Linked DNA regions of Mus musculus: region 2 is linked to region 1. A link is a contact called in public promoter capture Hi-C data. All regions are on one chromosome and are shown on one strand. The core of a region is the stretch at or near the end of the contact, and the rest is flanking DNA. Distances in the headings are between cores, read along the strand shown. Region 1 has its middle 34 kb from the start of Zfp871. Region 2 holds the start of Zfp811 (zinc finger protein 811).

The links. Promoter capture Hi-C pulls out the DNA fragments that hold promoters and counts their contacts.
Region 2: a contact with region 1 is called in a promoter capture Hi-C map of Sertoli cells, with 2.7 times the contacts expected there. The contact joins the promoter of Zfp811 here to the enhancer-like site in region 1. A contact is called at or near these places in 2 of 39 promoter capture datasets (Sertoli cells and erythroid cells), 4 of 484 Hi-C or Micro-C datasets (CD4 T cells, erythroblasts, liver and 1 more), 2 of 115 datasets of contacts at active chromatin or transcription factors (both in embryonic stem cells) and 3 of 9 other capture datasets (adipose tissue, liver and pancreatic islet).

The regions. Positions count from the first base shown.
Region 1 is chr17:32,751,752-32,756,568 of GRCm38.p6, reverse strand. No RefSeq gene overlaps it. Among named protein-coding and RNA genes, the nearest start is that of Zfp871, 34 kb to the left of the region's middle. Within about 2 kb of position 2,763, at least 25 of the 459 cell types and tissues checked have an H3K27ac peak or open chromatin away from gene starts, as enhancers often do. A contact at or near this core is called in Sertoli cells, where this site is marked.
Region 2 is chr17:32,807,524-32,812,340 of GRCm38.p6, reverse strand. Zfp811 (zinc finger protein 811) reads left to right here and starts at 2,410. Exons shown (of 4, transcript NM_183177.3): 1 at 2,410-2,559. The coding sequence starts at 2,557.

The sequences.
Region 1 (4,817 bases), core at 1,514-4,013:
TGGTATCTTTCTGCTACCTCAGAAATCTAACAACAACCATTTGTAACTTCAGTTCCAGGAGATCTGATGCCCTCTCCTGATTTTTTTTTCCTTTCCTTTCCTTTCCTTTCCTTTCCTTTCCTTTCCTTTCCTTTCCTTTCCTTTCCTGTTTCTCTAAAAATTTCCCTTCTCTCTGGCTTCACTCCTACTTGGTACATGGAGTTCTTATTCTTACTTCAGTGGGATGATGACTATAATGATGTTCTGTCTTGTTCTCTGTTTTCATTCGCTTATCATGGGCCCTGACTGTCATGGCTGTCTTAGGAACTATTGTTTTCTTGTTTGGCATTTTGTTAGGGGAGAAAAACATAAAACAAATTATTAGCCATGTGTGCTATAGATTCTTTCCTACAAAATGAAACATAAATGTGTTATAATAATAGAGAATAACCACTCTGGAAATCAGTCTGGCGGTTCCTCAGAAAATTGGACATAGTACTACCGGAGGATCCTGCAATACCTCTCCTGGGCATATATCCAGAAGATGTCCCAACCGGTAAGAAGGACACATGCTCCACTATGTTCATAGCAGCCTTATTTATAATAGCCAGAAGCTAGAAAGAACCCAGATGCCCCTCAACAGAGGAATGGATACAAAAAATGTGGTACATTTACACAATGGAGTAGTACTCAGCTATTAAAAGGAATGAATTTATGAAATTCCTAGACAAATGGTTGGACCTGGAGAGCATCATCCTGAGTGAGGTAACACAATCACAAAAGAACTCAAATGATATGTACTCACTGATAAGTGGATATTAGCCCAGAAACTTAGTATACCCAAGATATAAGATACAATTTGCAAAACACATGAAACTGAAGAAGAACGAAGACCGAAGTGTGGACACTTTGCCCCTTCTTAGAATTGGAAACAATCACCCATGGAAGGAGTTACAGAGACAAAGTTTGGAGCTGAGACAAAAGGATGGACCATCTAGAGACTGCCATATCCAGGGATCCATCCCATAATTAGCTTCCAAACGATGACACCATTACATACACTAGCAAGCATTTGCTGAAAGGACCCTGATATAGCTGTCTCTTGTGAGACTAGGCCAGGGTCTAGCAAACACATAAGTGGATGATCACAGTCAGCTATTGGATGGATCACAGGGCCCCCAATGGAGGAGCTAGAGAAAGAACCCAAGGAGCTAAAGGGATCTGCAACCCTATAGGTGGAACAACATTATGAACTAACCAGTACCCCGGAGCTCTTGACTCTAGCTGCATATGTATCAAAAGATGGCCTAGTCGGCCATCACTGGAAAGAGAGGCCCATTGGACACGCAAACTTTATATGCCCCAGTATAGGGGAATGCCAGGGCCAAAAAGTGGGAATGGGTGGGTAGGGGAGTGGGGGGGGGCATGGGGGACTTTTGGGCTAGCATTGGAAATGTAATTGAGGAAAATACGTAATAAAAAATTAAAAAAAAAGAAAGACAAGAGTAGTGTGGTTTTCTCATATGGAATCTAAACATTCAACAAGTAAGAGTTAGGAAAGTCTAAGAAGTGAGTCCAATAAAAGCAAACCTATGAGAGCAGGCCATGTTTTATACAGGACAGACGTTAATCGTGCATCCTGGGCCGCTACTGTCCAATCCTTCCCTATCCCAGAGACACAGATGAGAATAGAAAGGATTTTGATTTTTAGTTTTAATTTTTGCTTTCCTCCTTGCTATATAAGGAAGGAGTAGATATTTATTCCTGTTACATCTTCCAAAGGAAGGGTTCCTGGACCAGGAGGATGGGGAAGAGGCTTATCGATCCATCATCCTTCCTTTCACACCATTTTCAAGCTAAGGGTCTGCACGGGACAGTGGCGAGTGTTCTGCATGAACGTGAGAACTTCTGCACACTCAGAGAACGTATCATTGGCAAACATGGACTTGCAGTCTGGAGCAAAAACTACATTTGTGAAGCATGGCCACTTAGAAATTTCTAGATACTGAAGCAAGGAAGTATACCCTTCACCCAGTCTTGTGGGCTAAGTCAGACCTTGTTTGCCACAGTCGGCTAGCCCACCTAGGGAGGAGTCTTTTGACCTGTTGTCTATTGTCCTGCCACATCTGCAGCTTCCTGCAAGAAGCCACTGTCTGCTGAACAGCTGAGCCTGTCTTCCTGACGAGATCCTGGCATAGTCAGGGATGGGATTTCCCCCTTTAAATTCAGACCCTACAATTAAACATTGAGCCTTGATCAGAAAAAAAAAATAGAGACTATGCCGCACCCTCTTCACTGTGGCCCTATTATTTTAATAAGCAGGAAGCAATTGCTGCTGGGAAGTCAGGACAGGTTTTGTGAGTGAACGAATGCTTTTCCTTTTGGCTGACTGAGAACTTTGTGCACAGAATCTGTAATCTGGTCTCGGCCCTGCCAGTTTGGGGATGGGTATCCTCCACGGGTGAGTTGCTGCACTATGGAGGGGCGGTGGATGGGGTGTATGTGTGGTTGTTTCGCACTGTATAAACTGTCCAACTAGAAATTTGGGCCTTAGGAGATAGTCACTGCAAAACACTGAGATGCCACGTTCTGTATTTGTCGTATTAAATGCCTGGGTCTGGAAGAAAGATTCCAGGTTTTGCCCCGCTGTGTCTGGGTTACGTCCACCGGCTGCTGGAGTCAGAGGAGGACTAGGACACCTGGCGGCTGAAAATAGTGGCTACTGCTGGGAGTCCTAAGTGTGAGGGGGAGGCTGCTGCAACCAAGGGAGCAGTGGAGGAGTAACTTCCCCTGGAAGCAGTAGTTTGGCCCCCCGCTGGGTCGCGCTGTTCTGCCCTTGCAGAGCTTAGTGCGTCAGGCTCTGTGGACATTCATCAGCCCATGTCTCTGCTATCTGGGCGGTGGTGGTGGAGGGTGGTGAGGAGATTCACACTCGGGTTGGGAGTTCATGCACAGGAAATTTAGTGATCCGGGGTCGTGAACGTTTTATGTAAGACTGGTAGATGGAATGATGAGTAAGTTCTCAGTATGGCTGTTTTGTGGCCAGATTTTGTTTGCAAGCCAGCAGATGGTAATCAAAGATGATTTTGTAACAGTCTATCTGATCACTTATATTTACTGACAAATTGCATATTAATGTCTCACACAATTAATTATATGCAACCATGCTGGTCACAGAATGGCTAAGAAACGGTTAAATGACTAACTGGTAAGAGGCATGAAGTCTGAGGCAGACAGCTGAAACTGGAGCAAGGAAAAGTAGGGGTGGTGGTGGCAGGTCTTACCAGGGCAGGTGCAGAGGTGGCAAATGTATGTGAGACTAGGCTGTGAGTTTGAAGGGCACTGAGTGTCCCGGGCAGGACTGAAGAGTCCTTCCCTGTGGTAAGTTTCTGTGCTTTTAACCAGAGATCACTCAGTGTGCCTGCCACACTTTGGGCCTTATAGACACAGGCAAAGGATTGCACCTCATGTGGTTGATAAGCTCGCCTGGCTGGAATTTCTGATATGACCTTATTTATTTTCGGATATTATTTGTTGCTATAAGTAGTTGTTGAGTTTATATCTCCCCGTGTACTGCCAGAGGGTGGATGCTCATTTGTGTAAGCAAGATACAAGGTTTATCTTTCTTGGCACATGTTCTAAAATGAAGTAAAGCAGTTTAAGAGTGTTGCTTAATCAAAGGAGCTGTTAATTCTCAGCTGGGCACAACCAAGCTGATACTTCCTCCAGCGCAGAGTAACTCAGAGCAGTCGTCCTGTCTTCCTCACCTGCTATGAGCCTCACAGTCCGAAGAGAAGCTTTCGAAACACTGTCCCTGTGCCCTTACCACAGTGATTCGTAGGACTAGCAACAATTACCTGAATTTCCAGCATTGCTAAACTAATAGTAAATGGACATGCGCGGGGGGGGGGGGGGGGGGACTCGTGTTGATCTTCGTCATCATTGCTGTTGCTCTTGGGCTGTTTTTAGATGTTTTACTTCTATTTAAAAGACAGAGGATGTAGTTCTGGTGGTCCTGGAACTCTGCCTGCCTCAGCTTCACCAAGTGGGCTGCAATGCCTGGATTTAGATATTGCATTAAAATACAAAATCATTAAAATACAAAAAGAGGTAGGCCATGACTGTGTGTTGCAGTAAAGGAAAGGTCAAGTGTTAGGTCCACAAAACTCCCTAGCGCTATGTTATGGGAGAAACCGAGGTGTTTTCCCTCTCTCTCTCTCTCTCTCTCTCTCTCTCTCTCTCTCCCTCTCCCTCTCCCTCTCCCTCTCTCTCTCTCTCTCTCCTGTCATTATTAAGAAAAGATTATTTTGGGCTGGAGAGATGGCTCACTGGTTAAGAGCACTGGCTGTTCTTCTAAAGTTCAATTTCCAGCAACCACATAGTGGCTCACAACCATCTATTATTGCCCTCTTTTGGTGTGTTTGAAGACAGTGGCAATGTACTCATATATACATTAAATAAATAAATAAATAAATAAATATTTTTTTAAAAAAGAAAAATTAATTTTTAAAGGGCACAAAACAATTCTATATTAAAATTTAAAAGAAAACTTAGAAAGCAGGTGTCACCATAATGTCTCCAGAGGTTCCTATTTGGCCCCCATTTGACAGGGTTGTTTGGGGGATGTTTGTGAAATAGTCCCTACTTGGAGGAAGGGTGTCGCTGGAGGTGGGCTTTGAGAGTTTAAAGACTCATGCCATACCAAGTTTGTTCTGTTTCCTGCTTGTGGGTCAAGATGTGAGCTCTCAGCTTTCTGTTTCTACTGTCATGTGTGCCACTTGCTACCATGGTTCCCCACCATGAACTTCTGGAACCATAAGCCCAAAGAAATCTTGGTT
Region 2 (4,817 bases), core at 1,161-3,660, 56 kb before region 1:
TTTCTGTAATCTACCTACCCGATGTTTCCACCAATATATTTCAAGCCTTTTGACTTTCTTAGCTTTGTTTCTATAAAACATCATAACATCGTTACCACATTGGAACATACTACTGGTGTAATGTGAGTCTATTTCCAGGCCATGGTCACTCATTTGCCTCCAGAATAAATTATGTCTTATCCCTTTTGAAGTAAGCATTGTATTTTTTTTTTTTTTTTTTTTGCCTTGGCACATTGCTGAAAGGGGTAGAAGTCTCTCGTAGCAATTGAGTGGAAAGTTAGTCTAGATCTGTCTAGATTTCTCTGAGGACACACCTGTCTGCAGTCACCTCTCTCTAACCTCAAAGTTGGTGCTGTAATTCTCCATGCTAGTGAGGCTTGTTTGACAAGCACCCAGCTATGATTCTCACTCAAAGGAGTTGAGTAGGCTCCTTACTTAAGTGAGAACTAGGAAATTGACAAGCAGCCTAGTGAGATTCTGTAATTCTCACTATAATATGCTGATAGGAAAGAGGACACTGAAGCAGATTGCTCCTTGAGACCACAAGATTTAGTGCCAGGGAGACTGTGATGTGGTCTAAATTTCCTAGGTCTCTCTCTAAGTTTCTTGGCCTGTCATTCTCTAAACAGCACATTTAGGGAGTTTGATTACAAGCCCTAACCTAACCCTAACCTTCCTACAACATGAGGTGTCTCAGAATCAGCTCTGAGAAATAAGCTACCCAAGATGGGGGAGAGTTACCTTGTCTCTAGGCTCTTCTTTCCAGAGAACCTGTTGGAAAGTCACAGACATCTCAGTAGGGTGCCTGAAATACTGCAGGGAAATGTAGGCTGATTAACTCCTAGCTGAAACCCAATACTTCCACAAAAGAAATTATCAGGATCCCTGTGCAACCAGATCCTAGACCACTAAGGACTTCGAATGGCATATCTTGTATAATGGGTTTGCGGCAGCCATCTTTCTTCCCTCCAAGTCACACGTTAAAAGACTTCTTCCTCCAAGTGCAGGATCACCTCTTCCTCCAAAGCCTTAAAATGGATACCGCTGCCCTTTCTGAGTAGTCTCTTTATTTCCTTCCCTTTTAGGCCCCACTGTTGTATTTGACATTAACCTGACAGAAATGAATGTTTTCTTAAAAGAGCCTTTAGCTTTAACAATATTGAAACAGTGAATTCCAAGAAATTGAGATTTCTCTGGGAATCTGGTATTGGGAGAAGAAAACCCTGGGCCAGAGCTGATGCTCATCTCCTCCAGGAAAGGGATGAACAACCTCACAGAGATGGTGACAGTCCAGTAATGGGTGGCATCACCCCTCATCCTGGACTGCTTAGTATGCCCTGGGCTTTAACTTAAACTTCAGTCTCACTTTAGTAACCCCAAGATAGACTAGTGGGGAATCACTGGGTCTTTTTGTTCCTCTTCCCAACATAGCCACATTGCATAAATTTCTTCTTTTCTGGTTTTCCCTACTAATTTGCATGTTTGTCTTCACGAGGTTGGGTGGCTGAACCTGGCTTCTTATAGACTGTGACCTCAAGTTTAGTAACAGCCATCAGGAACAATCTGACTCAGTGTCTCTCTTGCATTTGACCCTTGTATATATCTGCATGGACAAGCTGAACTGTACAGCACCTCCTGTCCAAACATTGACTATTTGGAGTCAGATAATAGTGTGCTTGTGGAACACACCAGAAGTCACTGGGTCAAATTAAACACTGGATCCTTGTTAAAGCGTGAGGACTTTGCTGGTATGTTTGACCTCTTTCTATAAATTCCACTTTCTGTATGCCTTCAATAATTTCATTCCTTCATATGTTTTCTATGCTATTGACTGAATATAGGTAGCCTCCATCCCTCCCTCACACACACTCTCTCTGTGTCTGTCTCCCTCCCTCCCTTACTCCCTCTCTCCCTCTCCCCTCTCCCCTCTCCCCTCTCCCCTCTCCCCTCTCCCCTCTCCCCTCTCCCCTCTCCCCTCTCCCCTCTCTCTCCTATTCCAGACCTGGTATGCCTTTTGTCTTCTATGGTGCGATGGGGCTGTTTCCATAGACACCGAGTCTGGAATCCCTCTGTGCTTCTGTAACCCCATCAGAAAGGGGAGGAAGCAAGAATTGCCCGCTGAGCAAGTGTTGGGTCAGGAAAGCTGGGACAGGGCTCTGCTTCTGCCCTTTCCCACTGTGGGGCCAGTGAGGATCTAGGAAAGTACTCTATGCAGTCTGGGTAGGCTTGAACCTAAAATTTCTAATTTGAATCTCAATGTGGTAGGTGAGTGTGCTCCTCCAGTCGCTAAAGCTTTAGGAGGCGGGTCTGTGGATTGATGGCCAACCAGGCAAGTTGTTTTGGGATGCATATCCAATGAAATATCCAGGCATTAGGAAGATGGCCGCTACGTATCACTGAGACATCCCCTTTTGGTCCCCGCCTTATTTGGGGATCTGGATTGTTAGCATCTGTACAGGGAATCTCCAGGTCTCTCTCTCTCTCTACTCCATTTCTGCCTCACCTCCACTGACTGCAGGAACTACAAGAGGACACTAGGACATCATGTCTCTGGAAATGGTTCGTGCGGGCGATTGTGGCAGTGGGGTACAGCTCTCGTCTGCAGAGGGGTCTCTCTGACTCTGATGAGCCTCAGAGCGGGATCCTCCGGGTGGAGCTGGTCCAGGCTGCCCTGTCTCTTGCTGAGCGCTCACTGAAGCAGACACATCTGGTCTCTCGCAGTGCCAGGTCTAGGCAGAGTGGGTGGTGGTGGCAGAGGGTGGTGGAGACTAGGTACTCGGGTTGGGGGTTCTGCACCAGAGGAGGTAAGAGGTGTGTTGACCCCCGGATCTTGTGCATGTTATTCTGAAACATACAGAGACATGGATCTTTTTTACACTGTCACGATTTATTAAATAGCCAATAAATTCTTTTTCCTTGACTACAGTTTTCCAAGTAAGCCCGATTTTGCCTTCTTTCTGGCCGTGGGCAGCCACTGCTCTTTTATTCCAATCTTAATCACTAACATTAAACCACATATTAACATTTCACACAATAATGAACCAAAACACAGGTTGCAGAATGGTTAAGAAAGTGTTAGAAAGGCTTGAAAGCACACAAAGCTTTACTGGAGTCCAGGCATTGGAGCTAATACGGGGACAAAGAGGGCTGTTGAGGATCGAATAATTCTCATCGATCAACTAAGCCGGAGAAACTGCGAGGACAAAGGCGGGAGGGAGTCCTTGCCCACGGTTATTCCCCTTCTCTTGACAGCTGACCCTGTGATCACTGCCTGTGTGCCACACTCTGGTTTTGGGGTGCTCCTTGTAGAAATTCAGGTGAGGGGTTGCATATATTGTGGTTGATAAGCTCATGCGTCTAGTGTTTTTGATAAAATTTGGTACATTTTCAGGAGTTGTTTACTGATGTCACTTTGTGCCTTCTGGAGTGCTGGCAAATAGTAGCTCTTTTTCCTCTATGAGATCTTATGCTTAAAACTCGAGCAAATCAGATTAACGTTGTTGCTGAACACAATGGAGCCATTCTAGGTTTGGCATAACCTGCAACATGAACTAACTACAAGCAGCCCGCCCCCACGCCCCCCTCCACCCCCCCCCACCCCCCCCACCCCCCCCCACCCCCCGCCGTCTTTTCCTTGTCTCATTTCAGTGGCACCTGCTTTTCCAATGAGCCTTGCAGGTTGCTCTAGTCTCATCCTGTCGCTGCAGTAACATACTGACTGAAGGCAGCATGGCTCGTGAGGAAAGGGTTCTTTTGGCTTATTATTTTCAGGTCACAGTTCATCATTGAAGGAATTCAGAGGGAAAGCTCAGGCAAGCACTTGAAGCAGACACCATGGAGGAATGCTGGCTGGCTTATAAACTCATGCTAAAATAGCTTTCTTATACAGCCCAGGACCCCCTGCCTAGGGAAGGTTCTTTTCATCATAGACTGGGCCTTCCCACATCAATTAACTATCCACATGCTAATCTGATCCAGACAATTTCTCAATTGAGATGCTCTTCTCAGATAACTATAGACTGTGCCATGTTGACAGTTGAAGCTAACCAGGATGCAGATTCAAGGGACTCTTCCTCCAAATTCCCTGACCTGTACTCTTAGACTAAGGATTCTTAGGACTGGCATTGAATCCCTGACTTTCCAAGTCCTCCTAACATTGTCCGACTCATAGAAAGGGAGAGCCATATATACCTGGGATGGACAGGGTTGGCCTCTGTCAAAATTGTAATTGATGTGGTTTGTTTCTAAATATTGTTTGAAAACGGAAGTCCTGATGGAGGTAAGCCATGACAGTGTTGTGAATGTACTGTGAAAGGGGAAAGCCCTCCGTGTTGGCTCACAAGCTTCTCATAGGGTTGGGCTAAAGAAAGCTGTGCTTAAACCAGAATAAAAAGGAACGGACAAAAGATAAGAGAGCCTGATGTGATCAAGATGCCACAGTTAGCGCCCAGATTAGAGCAGTTTGCTCTGAGGTCATCTGTGCTTAGGACTACAGGAAGGACTGGTATGTGCTGGCTCAGGCTGGGAATGAATCAATCAGTGCTCACACGCCTAGAGGAAAGACACAAACTTGAGGAAAATCTGCCTAGAAAAATATTTTATGTCTCGACCAAGTGTTAAGGCAACAAATCTGAGTTGTCCTGAGTAGCAAGTATTAATCTGTCCAAATTATTTCCCAGAGCTGAGGATGTCAGCCAGGTTTATTCCTGTGTGTATAAATACTCCCGGCAATTGTTACACGGTCTTTTAAGGACTCCAGAATTTGGAGTGTATAGATTCTCAGTGTCTTTGTTTTCAGATTTTCTTCATGTGTGATG